Linked DNA regions of Sus scrofa: region 1 is linked to region 2. Evidence: chromatin contacts called from public HiChIP or PLAC-seq data. All regions are on one chromosome and are shown on one strand. Each heading gives the region's core, a stretch centred on a gene start, on an enhancer-like site or on the middle of the called end of the contact. The rest is flanking DNA. Distances are from core to core; before and after follow the strand shown. Region 1 has its middle 260 kb from the start of NR2F2. Region 2 overlaps NR2F2 (nuclear receptor subfamily 2 group F member 2).

What was found. HiChIP or PLAC-seq counts read pairs in DNA pulled down with a chosen protein or histone mark.
Region 1: an H3K27ac HiChIP or PLAC-seq map of skeletal muscle shows a contact between it and region 2. The contact joins two enhancer-like sites. A contact is called at or near these places in 3 of 47 Hi-C or Micro-C datasets (embryonic fibroblasts, fetal heart ventricle and liver) and 1 of 2 datasets of contacts at active chromatin or transcription factors (skeletal muscle).

What each region holds. Positions count from the first base shown.
Region 1 is chr7:83,349,408-83,355,327 of Sscrofa11.1, reverse strand. No RefSeq gene overlaps it. Among named protein-coding and RNA genes, the nearest start is that of NR2F2, 260 kb to the right of the region's middle. Within about 2 kb of position 1,262, at least 29 of the 83 cell types and tissues checked have an H3K27ac peak or open chromatin away from gene starts, as enhancers often do. A contact at or near this core is called in liver and skeletal muscle, where this site is marked.
Region 2 is chr7:83,072,926-83,078,442 of Sscrofa11.1, reverse strand. It overlaps NR2F2 (nuclear receptor subfamily 2 group F member 2), which reads left to right. Exons shown (of 3, transcript NM_001190253.1): 3 at 1-939. Among named protein-coding and RNA genes, the nearest start is that of NR2F2, 15 kb to the left of the region's middle. Within about 2 kb of position 3,297, at least 42 of the 83 cell types and tissues checked have an H3K27ac peak or open chromatin away from gene starts, as enhancers often do. A contact at or near this core is called in liver and skeletal muscle, where this site is marked.

The sequences.
Region 1 (5,920 bases), core at 13-2,512, 280 kb before region 2:
GTGCTACTAAGAATATAAACAAATTTCCAGCATCGATAGCTCATGCAATATACTCTGGGTAGATGGGGCAGAATTCCTTCACAACATGACAACAATAGCAACAATGACCACATGGGACTTCCAGGCCTGCAGCCTTGGATTCTGGATCAAGGGACTCTGACAGAGTCACAGCACCTCTCCAGGTTGGATCTTCTTATTTGCACAGCAATATGGCTGACAAACAGGTCTAGAATTCAAGGTAAAATGAAACAGTAAATAATTCTGCTGGAATTCAGGTGGCAAATAGCAAGGAGGAGGTGAGAAGATGCCTTTAATTAAAGGAGTAGCTAAAGTTTATTTTGTTGGAAATTTCTAGATGCTTCCAAAACAGTGCTGTCTAAATTTCCCTAAACCACTCCAAGCCATCTTTAAACTGTTTGCAGAATGGCCATTCCCAGGCAAAGTCGTTTCAAGCCAGTTCAGCTCCGCAACACAGATCTCTGCCTTTTCATATCAAAGGGGGCTTCCTGCTGAGTTTGTTTACACCATTAAATTTCCTCAAATGTAAAGCCGGGAAAATTTTTCCAGGTGTTCAAATTCCTAGAGGGTGGGGAGAGTGCCGAGCACTATATTAGATCAATACCACGCTAGAGTGAAACACAAAGAACCTTTTTCACGGTGTTGCCCCCTCTGGAGATCCCTCTTTCGGAGGCAGTCTTGGCAGGGCCCGCAAGGCTGCCTGTCACTCTCCTGTAATACCAACTGCCGGACCCACCAGGGCGGTCCCCGGAGTTGTGCTGCGGCAGCCTTGCAGGGCCGAACCCGGCCTGGATCCGACCTGCGGGCAAGGTGCAAGATGGCGGGATGGGGCGCACCTGCCCCGCTCACCTAGTACCTGGGTTCGTTGCTGGCCTCCTAGCGCAAGGGATCGGCAGGCTGCCTCCAGAAACCCAATTTAAATAAGGAAGGATTGAGATTCCTAGGAGAGCTCCGGGTTGATATCAGAGAGAGAGCCTGGGCTTCTCCCAGCCAGGTGAAAAGAGCTGGCAAGGTCACCCATTCAGTCACCAGGTGGTGCATTTAATTTAAAAGGAGTGTTAACCTTGTTTATACAAAATAACACCAATATGCAGAGAAGCAGTAAATCCATTGTCGTTAAACAGCGGGGAGCCGCTGGCGCTGGCAGCCTGCCCGCCGGCGACGTGAACTCGGCTGGCACCGGGCGGGGAGCGCGCCGGCCGGGGCCAGGCCTGCGATCCTGCTGGCCTCGCAAGAGAAGGCCAGAGCTGTGCCCTTTCCGCCCTCCAGATGACTCTTTGCATTCTTGTCAAATATATTTAGAACAAGAGGTGTCCACTTAAAGAGAAACATTTGTTAATCACTTAAATGCAGGCGTTTGGCAGCCCTCCAGTTTCACCTTTATAAATATGTAGGATCGGTTTCCAGCTAAGCAGGGAACTCCTGGGCAAGTTCTCATTTCTCTCCGCGTCCCCTCGAATTGACCTAAGGTGAATGTCCCTAGCACCTTATTAATTTTCTATCCCAGGGGGCTTTCCGGAGCCAGTACCAGCCTTCTATCTGCGCGTTGACGGAGATAAATAAATGATGCACGCTAGAAAGAGAAAGAGAGGGGTGTTTCTTTAAGCAAGGGACAGATTAAAGTGAAATTCCTGTTGACGGAGGCGCTGGTGTCGTCGACATCCTCCTTGTTTACCAGCAGCTGTCCCCGTTTAATGACACTCTGATAACTCACGGAGGCTGCCCTGCGGTAGGGGGTGAAGCAGATAAAGGGGCCTCTGTTTAAACAGTCCAGTCCTCGAGCCCGCTCCTCCTAACTTCCCTTCATTTAACGATCGGGGAAACTGTTCAGAAGAGGCAAACTCCGGGTGCAGACGTTTTTACTCTCCTGCTTTTGGAATCCGTAACCTAAAAACCGCGGCTGTCCTGGCCAGCCCTCTGCTGAGCTGATGGTTATTCCAGGAGTGGAAGCTGAGGAGGGGAGAGGCGGGGAGGTGGAAAGGCAGCTGATGGGCCAGGTGAGAAGGTCAGCGCTAGGTGTCTTGAAGAACTCTGCATTTTTCTTTCTTTTTTAAAAAACAGTGATGTTCCCTATCCCTCCACCCCTCCCCATACAAGTCTTCCTAAACGAACAAGTCAGGGACAAGGTTGCCGATTTACTGTTCTTTAAGGGCTGATTCAGCATTAGGAGTTAATCACATTAAAAAAAAATCACTTTTAATTCTTGGAACAGTCTCCATAAGATTGTAACGTTGCAGAGGACCTTGCGGGCATCCAAGCTAACATTCTGATCTTGCAGCTGAGAAAGCAGGTGCTGGGGAGGCTAAGGGGTTTGCCTAAAGTCACTCAGAAGTTCTACCGCAGAATGGAGGCTGAAACCCAGCTCCCAACCCATCATTCTTTTCAGACAGTGTAATATTATACAATATTATACATATTTTATAATATAGCTATATAATATATTTTATAACATATACACATCAGGTTAAGTAGAGGGAATTTAAAGAGATACACATGTATCTTTATTTAAATGTATATATTTTCAAAATTTCCTCTTTCTGTCCTGATGCAAACAGCAGCCATGGAATGTGTTTCGCCCTGAGGGGGAGCCAAAGCCCTTACCTGGCTCAGGTCCCAGCCTGGTCCATCCTTGGGCTTCTCTAAGACACACCTCTACCCTGCTTATTTCATGAATACAATCCATTTAAAGATCAACAGACCTGGGATCTCATAATCTCTTTCATGCTCTAACCAGTCAAGCACACATACCTCCAATAAAGCAAACACAGAGAAAAAATTCATTTCTGCTTTTAAAAAAAATGAAGATTATGTGAAACAAATGATCTTACGTCCATTCATTTCGATTTTGTCACCCATAGGATGTCCCATATCCAACTCCAGAAATTTTGAGACAAAAACATAAATACAAGGCAGGTAAAGTGTTTTGAGATATTTGGAAGAAAGATGTAAATGTTTTTGTCTATGTGGTCTCTTCAGGAAAATTCTTTACAGTATTTTTAAAGATAAGTACTATCCTGCAATACAGTGGCCTCCAATAACATGAGGTTCATCACTTATATTTTCAAACTATACTGACTCCTCAGTTTTGTCTTTATAGCAAGGTATGATAAAATTGTTTTTTTTTTCCTACAGAATTTAAAGTTAGCTTAATAATCTTTTTATGCCATTTCCTTAATGATCAGTCGTGTCCCCCTAAAGGCCTGTGTTAAAGTCCTAATGCCGAGTACCTCAGAAAGGGATCTTGCTTGGGACACGGTCTGTATTTATAGAGGTAATTAAGTTAAGATGAGATCATCAGAATGGGTCCTAACCCAGAATGACTGCTGTCCTTATACAAAAGGGAAACTTGGACACAGAGATGCATATAGAGGGAAGATGTGAAGAGACACAGAAATGTATTCCTGTGGCCAAGGTGACAGGCCTGGAACAGAACCAAAACTTCCAACACCTTGATTTTAGACTTTGGTCTCCAGAGTTGTGAGGCAACAAATTTTGGCTGTCTAAGCCACCCAGTCTTTGGTATCTTCTTACAGAGCTCTAGAAAATGAATAAACCAATCAATTGTAACCATCTCAACAACTTTAACTATCTTCTAGAATCAATATTTCAAAGAGTAAAAAATAAATTTAAGTGGCTTAAAATTATTTTTAAACTGTTATATGTAAATGGGAGTATTAACAGAACTAATACTTATTATACATCTACTACATCCGGGGTAGGGCTTGGGGATCTTGATGTATTTTTGTTCATTTTACATATATAACCATGAATACTTAGGAAATAAAATTTTATCTAATTCAACAGAAGTACATTTTGTGTAGTAAGAACATTTACAGTAAACATGAGTAATTTAGCTGAGTACTAATTAAGGGGATTGTACTTGCTTAGCATATTTCATTAAATTACATATCATAGAAGGTAGAATCTTCTCTACATTATGCTCAATGGTACTTATTGAATCCTCCCCCATCACTTCTCCCACATTTTTTGATGCGTAACATAATTGATTGTTGAAAAGTTTATAGTAGGTTTTGTCAAGAACCTAGTTATGAACAGAGATTATAAATAAGCACAGTCAGTCAAGAAGGTTTACCAAGTAAGTGCTCTGTATTAAGTCCTGGAAGGAGGAGAGGAAAATAGAAAGGCTATACCACCTATCTTTGGGTAACTAAGAGTCTAATTGATTAAAAAAGGCCACAGGTAAGTCAGGAAAGCAAATTAAGAGTTCCCTGGTGGCTTAGCGGGAAAAGGATCCTGTATTGTTGCTGTTGTGGCGCAGGTTCAATCCCTGGCCCAGAAATTTCCACATAGTGGTCATAGTCAAAAAGAAAAGAAAAGAAAGAAAGAAAATTCAAATTATACTTACAAATAATAGCTCATCAGTCTAAAACAAAACAAACTCAAATAGGGAACCGTAGATCCTATGTGCCTGCAATACTAGTTCCAGTTACACCTGCCAACTAAGCTTAATTGCTGAGAAGGCCATCTTTCGTTCCCCAAAATATCAGGATTTGATTGAAAAGTCTGCAGTCACCTTAACTCAGGGTTCTTCAACATGGGCTCTAAGAGCACTTAAAGTGAATAATTCTTTGTCATGGGGGCTGTCCTGTGCATCACAGGACATTTGGCAATACCTCTAGCCTCTACTCACTAGATGCCATTTGCAATGCCTTCACCCAGTTTGACAACCAAAAATGTCTCATTTAGACATGGCTAAATGGCTCTGGGAGTCAAAAGAACCCTCAGTTGAGAACCCATGTTCTAGCCCAAGATTCCATAAAGTTTAGGAGAGTTTATGTTATAAAAATGAGGATTAAACTAGGGAAAACTATCTTGCAAAAGTTAAATTTCAACATCCGTAGATAAGGAACCCAAATCAGTCAAAGAAGGAGGAGAACATTCTGCATATAAAAGGAGGAAAATGGAAAAGAACAAGTCGAAAATCAGAAATACAAAACAGGTAAAAATTGGAGAATTAAACAGGTTAATGCACCTGTTCACCAAGCTATAGTTATATCTATATGCCCCTCAAACATGTTCAAAAAAACAATAAGTTGTTAAAATTTCTTAATCTGTGGGGGTGGTCCACAGTCCTTGACATAGTCCCCAGCATTAGGATGGTTGTATTGCATGGCTTAGCTTCTTTAATATAAATAGAGAAGCAGAGGGGGTTAACTTATCCCCCAATCTTTTCTTGAGCAAAGATCAGTTGAGATCATGAAAATAAAATAATAGCAGTTGCTGTTCATTGGTGCCTTCTAGATCCCAGGCCTTTTCCAGATGTTATCTGGTTTAATCCCCTCTAGACCTTGGCAAGGGCAGCGTTAACCACTCTAGAGCTCAGTTTCCTAAACTGTAAAGTAAGGCTGTACCAAATATCGGGGCCATGACCTGAATCCAGGTCCTGCTACACCAAGCCCACGTGTGCTGATCTTGCCCCCACAGCCTGGTCCCACAAGACAGAAAACAGAGGAACTCAGCCACCCTAAGAGTGGATAAAATGATCAATTTTTGTACAGAGGCTCTAAAAAAATGGGGAAGGGTAATAAAATTTCATTTTTTGTCTTTTATTATTTTATTTTTGTTGTTGTTGGTCATGGGATGAATAAGTTCCCAGGCCACAGATCAAACCCATGCCACAACAGTGACAAACCTGAATTCTTAACTCACTGAGTTTCAAGAGAACTCCATCACTCTTCTTTACATCCAATCAACCTTTACTGATGAAGAGTGTCCTGATTCATTATCATCTGGTTTATTTCATTGAGATGTGAGCTGGTCATTTTGGATCTGGAGTTTCTTGACTGGCTCATGTTCAATCAAAGTATAATGATATAATTATGAATCCTGGCTGTGAAGGAATCCCTCAAAATGAGGACCGAAGCTTGTAACTTGTTTAAGA
Region 2 (5,517 bases), core at 2,048-4,547:
GAAATTAGTCTTTTTCTTTTTTTGGTAAATTTTTGAAAAATATTGCTAAAAGTGCATTTAAGGAGATTGGGAGAAAATTAGCAGAATGGAGAGAGTAAGTCTTTTTTTTTTTTCCAAATTATTAATTGTCCTGTGTCTATGTACCTCTAGCTGTTCTTTTTTTGTACTTTTCTGGTTCCAAACCAGTTTATTCTGTGGTTCTATAATAAGTTTTGATATAATCTTGGCTTCTTAAAAACTGTGTATCCTTAAAATATATGTTCTGCAAGAATTAAAACTGAGTCCATGAAAATATCATAGGAAGACATAAAACTTTAAAAGGCAACTCAAAGATGATGGAAACGCACTTACAAGTGGTGACCAAAAATTTTAGGTGAAGTTGAGCACTCTAATTTGAGAACTGGAGGAACCACATACAACACTTAACTCCCCTTACCCTGCCCCCCCCCAAAAAAAATAGACACCATGACAAACCTAGCTTTTTAAAAATATTTTAAGAAAGAGAAATGAACTGTGGAATTTATTGGCAGCCAAGGAATGTGTCCAAGACACATGCTGAGGTTTTGAATAAAAAGTGAACTTTTGTAATTTGAATTGGGTCCCGCTTAGTTCTTGAATTGTTATGAAAATCCTATATCTGTTTGTATATTTGCAAACCCTTTGTATTATAATTGTTGATATTTTCCCTTTTTAAAAAATACCATTGAAATCAGCATGACAAAATAACACTGTTGGCACTTATAGGTAACGTGATTGATTCAGTATCTTAGAGTTTACAGTTTGTGTTTTAAAAAAACTGAAGGTTTTTTTTTTTAAGTGCAACATTTCTGTATACTGTAAAAGTTATAATAACTGAACTGTTTGGTCGAGTCTTTGTGTGTTATATTCCAAGGAAAATTGAAAGTATTCAGAAATTAAAATATTATTTGATATCTGAAACCTGTTTGGCTGTCCCCACTCACTGTCTTTCCATGGAGAAGCCCCTGTGAGCTCTCGCTAAGCTGGGCCTGGGGCTCTATTTGTTTACTCCCCTTAGCCAGTTTGTTCAAAGGTAGACTAGTGTATTTGCCTGTTTAATTTGGGTGTGTGTGTTGGGGGGAGCTGAAGTTAATGGTTTATCTATGGTTTAGGAAGTGCCATACGGTTATAGTAAACCACCCCCCATTCACCTAATCCTTCTTTTAATTAAAAATGGATTTTCCAGGAAAAAAAAGGCCCTTATATTTGTCACACTTAAGTGCCTGCTTAGGGAAGGTATTGTGAAAAGTATTAGAAATCTTGAGATCAGTATCTATTTTATGATCAGGAAAAAATACTGTTTTGTACATTTCTGACAGTTACGCAAAAGCCCGTTCAAGCAAGCTAATCACAGCCTTGTAAATAGAAGGCAGTTGTTTGCAATGAGTTTTTCCTTAAGTAAGTGTGATTTTTAAAAATATTCTGTGGTTCTCATCTAGTGTGGTTGTTGAGAGGATTTCAAATTCAGTGATATAGCTTAGAGCGGCTGAAGGGTTTATTTTTAATGTATATATGATAACTTGCAGTTGGCCTGCCCCCCCCCCAAGTTCATTCTGTGAGAGCGTGACCACAGGTCAAGGGAATCTTTTCCATTGGAGTTATGTACATAAAAACACATCGACATTTTGACATTTCAGATTGTGTAGATATAATCTGTACTGCTCTTGGGATCCTTTGTCCTTAAAAGCCAAATTAAGAAAAAGAAGAGAAAGAAAGAAGGAAACTTTACAGGGTGTGCAGATTTGGAAGTAGTAACTATTTTGTTTTGGAGTCTCTCCCCCCCCCCCTTCTCTTTTCCTGGTTTAGAGGAAGCTCAGTGTGTGGGAGCTTGCAATTTTTGTTCTTACTGAGGCTTTGCAGCACCCCCACCGCCATCATACATCACTATGGTTGTGGTTTAATTTTAAAAGGGGGTGGGTAAGGGGATGTGAAAGAAAAGGATCATTTTGTAAAGTGTATTAAACTTTGATACTCAGTTCCAGTCAATACATGTAGACCGGAAAAATCTGTCTGATTTGTGCATTTGAGCAGAGTTCTCCATCTGACCCTCAGCTTCTTTCTGTAGATATATACATACATAAATATAAGTATGTTCTTATGGCAGAACATCGCTGACCTCTAGATTGAGGTTTTGTAGCTTGTTGTTTATTTTCTTCTCTTGCAAGTGCTATCCATGTGAGTGTGTGAAGTTTCTCTAATAAGTAAAACACAGGCCCTTTTCCTTGTTTGTTTTGTGTTAGTTTATTGTAAACAGCCATTTGTTGTAAATTATTATTGGCATTAAATTATAATTTATGATTTTCAAAGCAAAAGACAGTCCCTGTTTTATTCTGCTTAAAGCATGTGTTCTAGACGTTGGAAATCTCTCTCTCACTCTAAGTTTCAGCAATGAGCTTGGGGTCTGCGAGGCAGAAAAACAGGACCCAAAATTTTTCAAACGGTTAAAACAAAACCCCTTGTATATGTTTAGAGTGGCCGGAGGAGGATCTGTTTAGAGTCTTGAGTTTGGTTTAAGTTTATTGCATTTAAAGAAAGTTTTTCTTTTCACGCTGAGTTAGAACAAAAGATCTTTGCTTCGACTGAATTGGACAAAAGACGAGGGCTGGGACCCAGCGAGTGCGTTCTGTGTGAAATTGACGAGATCTTTAAAAAAGCTGCTAAACATGGCGACTCTTTCCCTTTAAGTGTCTCTTTTTCCTTGCTGGGTTTTTTTTTCCCCCCTATCTGATCTGAGCTCGCTTTATTTCTTTTCCCAACCCCGCTCCCCCTCCTCCTCTTGGCGCTCGGGGGTGTGAGAGAACCCAGTTAGACGCGAAATGCAACAATAGTCCGAGGAGAGAGAGAGAGGGGCGATCGCTGCTTCTCGTCACTTTCAAACAAACCTGGGGAATGACTGAGCTGGGGCGGGGGGGGGGGGGGGCTGGTTCCTAGCCTGTTCGCTCGGCTCGCGGCCGCCCTGCCTCGGCCTTTCACTATTAGTTCTCTCCCGGCCGCCAGGGGCTGGGGCTCAAAGTTAGCGGGAGACGTCCGGGGCTGGTTCCGCGGAGACGGCTGGGTTAGCATCCGGCCGGCTGCAGGGACCGGGGCCTGGAGTTGGCAGCAGCTGAGGAAAAGTGCCTGCCCCCCAGCCTCCGCCCCCCACTTACGTGCGGCGGAATTCCGCCAGCGCCCCCGGAAAGTCCGGGGTGCCGGGCGCTCCGAGCTGCTCTCCTAGGATGTGCAAGAAGCGGCGACAGGCGGGGGGCGGAGGCGGGGGGCGGTCAGGGGGAGCTCGAGCGTGTGAAACTCTGCCTCGAAGCTCGCTTTTGACTTGGTCCTATGAGCTGAGCCAACATGGCGTCTCCCACTGCACCGCGAGCGCCGGGCTGCCAGGCACGGCAGGGCCGGGTAATAGAAAACACATTGGTTACCAAAAAGAAAAGGGGGGGGGGCGGCTAAAGGCCATTCCATCTGCAGGCAGAAAACCCTCTTTTAAACTCTAGCTGGCGAGTGAGTGCGGTCCTCGATTATTCTGTAATTAAAGCAGCAGAATTGGTAGGGAACATATTGGTAATACAGTATCCCCTTATCTCTGCGCCCCCTCCCCCTTGTAATAGGGAGAGTTTATTTCAGGTCTCCTCTCCCAACAGGAACCAAATTAGAAAAAGTCTGTATTCTCCACAGATCTTAAATGTTTGAATGGTATAGGGGAGGGGGAGGCCAGTATTTAACAGACCTCGGTCAGTTCTCGCGCTCATTAATGCAGGGGCCGTGCAGGGGGAGGGGGTGTGCCGGGACCACCCCCTACACACACCCGCCGAGCTGAGGGGTGGGGGCCGGGCTTCGATCCCCGCCGGACGTGGGCACAACTTGCTGCTTGCGTGGCAAAGTTAGGGGAAAGGTGGCTTTGCGGGGGGCAGAGAGCTGACTGCCGGTGCGCAGGGGCCGAGGGCCGATTCCGGGCTGGGGGTCGCAGGTCCTAGAAATGTGTGAGGCGGCATGGACGGCGCCCCTAATAGGAGCGCTTCTACATCGGGGGTCCCTTTTAATAGGTTTGAGAGGAGGCGAGGTCTGCCATGGAACAGACCTGACCTCCCAGAGAGGGTCTTCTGAGGGCCTCTGGGGAAACAGTGGTTTGGCCCTGGTCGAGCTCTCAGGCGCTGGGGGAATGGCCCCTTACGGTCCAATACGAGCTCTGGCCCAGGCCTGGAGACCCTTACCCTCAGCCGCCTGGGAGGGGAGCGAGTTTCTCTCTGAATTCCGGGCCTCGTCGAGATTTATTGAAGTTAGGTTTAAAAAACGTGCTTCAGATGATTTTTCCCATTTTCTCAGATTTCAAAGGCTCCCTGCAGTGCGGCTGCCTAATTAATGGTGAAATTCAACTAAATCTAATTATGCAGTAATTTTAAAGCAGTTAGTGCTGGGCGTTGGTTTGTAATAGGACCCCAGTTTTTTAAAGTTTGCTTACTGTGTTGGTTTAGGGGAAAGCCATCTTTTGTATAGCAAAGAAAGACAGGGAAATAGTTTTGCTGCGTGAACCAGAGGACTGAGAACTGCCCCCACCCTCCACATTTCCATCCTCACTTCTATCTATCTCCCTTTCTTTCTCTCTCTTTCTCTCCTGGGCTCCTGCTCAAAATCTGAGCGAGGTGCTAACCCAGCAAGGAGACCTGGTTTCATAGCCAAAGGGGAAAAGGGAGAATTTTTCATAAGGAGACACAAAGGGGCTTGGTATCTGCCCTCCTGGATGCATCTGTAAATGCCTGAAAACAGGGAAGGGGGACTCTCATCTCCTCTAATAGAGAACAGATTTCCTCTCTTTAACATCCATTGTCATTAAGGCGAAAAGCTGACTCTTGGAGTTATAAATCTTATCATCCTTCTGATAACACACTTGTAATAAGTTAGTGTCTTATTCAAAGTGAATTGTAAAACTGCCTCATTTAATATGGCATCTGTGTCGTTAAAACTTTTAAGTCCCCCCCACCTCCTTTGAGTCTTGTAGGCCTGGCATGTGGGCAAGCGCTGAGGTGCCTACTGGGCCTCTGGGGTAGGACCAAGGGGGAAGGAGGTGTGAGAGATGGGATTCAGCTTCTGGATCTTAGTCTGGGGTGAGAGACCCCTGAGGCAGAGAGGGCCTGGGGGGGGGTTTGCTGTATCCCCCTTTCCCATCCCCCTGAGAGGCCCCCTCGAAATGACGTTCCTTGAAAGAAACATGCTTGTGATTAGCTAAGCAAACACATCTGCTTTCGGAGTTGGGCCTTCGTTAATTAGCTGAACAAAGGGCCGTTTTGCTTTTTACCTTTTGCTGGGGGAGAGTGTGTTATTTCAGGAGTGTCGCGGGCCCTCCTCTTTTCAATTGCAGCCACGACGTTAATTTTATTGGGATTACTGATGGGAAATGAGGTGGCGCAGGCTTCCGAGAGGAAAAGCTTGATCATTACCCCCTTTGGAACTATATTTTTCCACCCAACCTCCTGTTCGCGAGGAGGGGGTGGGGGGCGAACTGCGCAGCAAGTT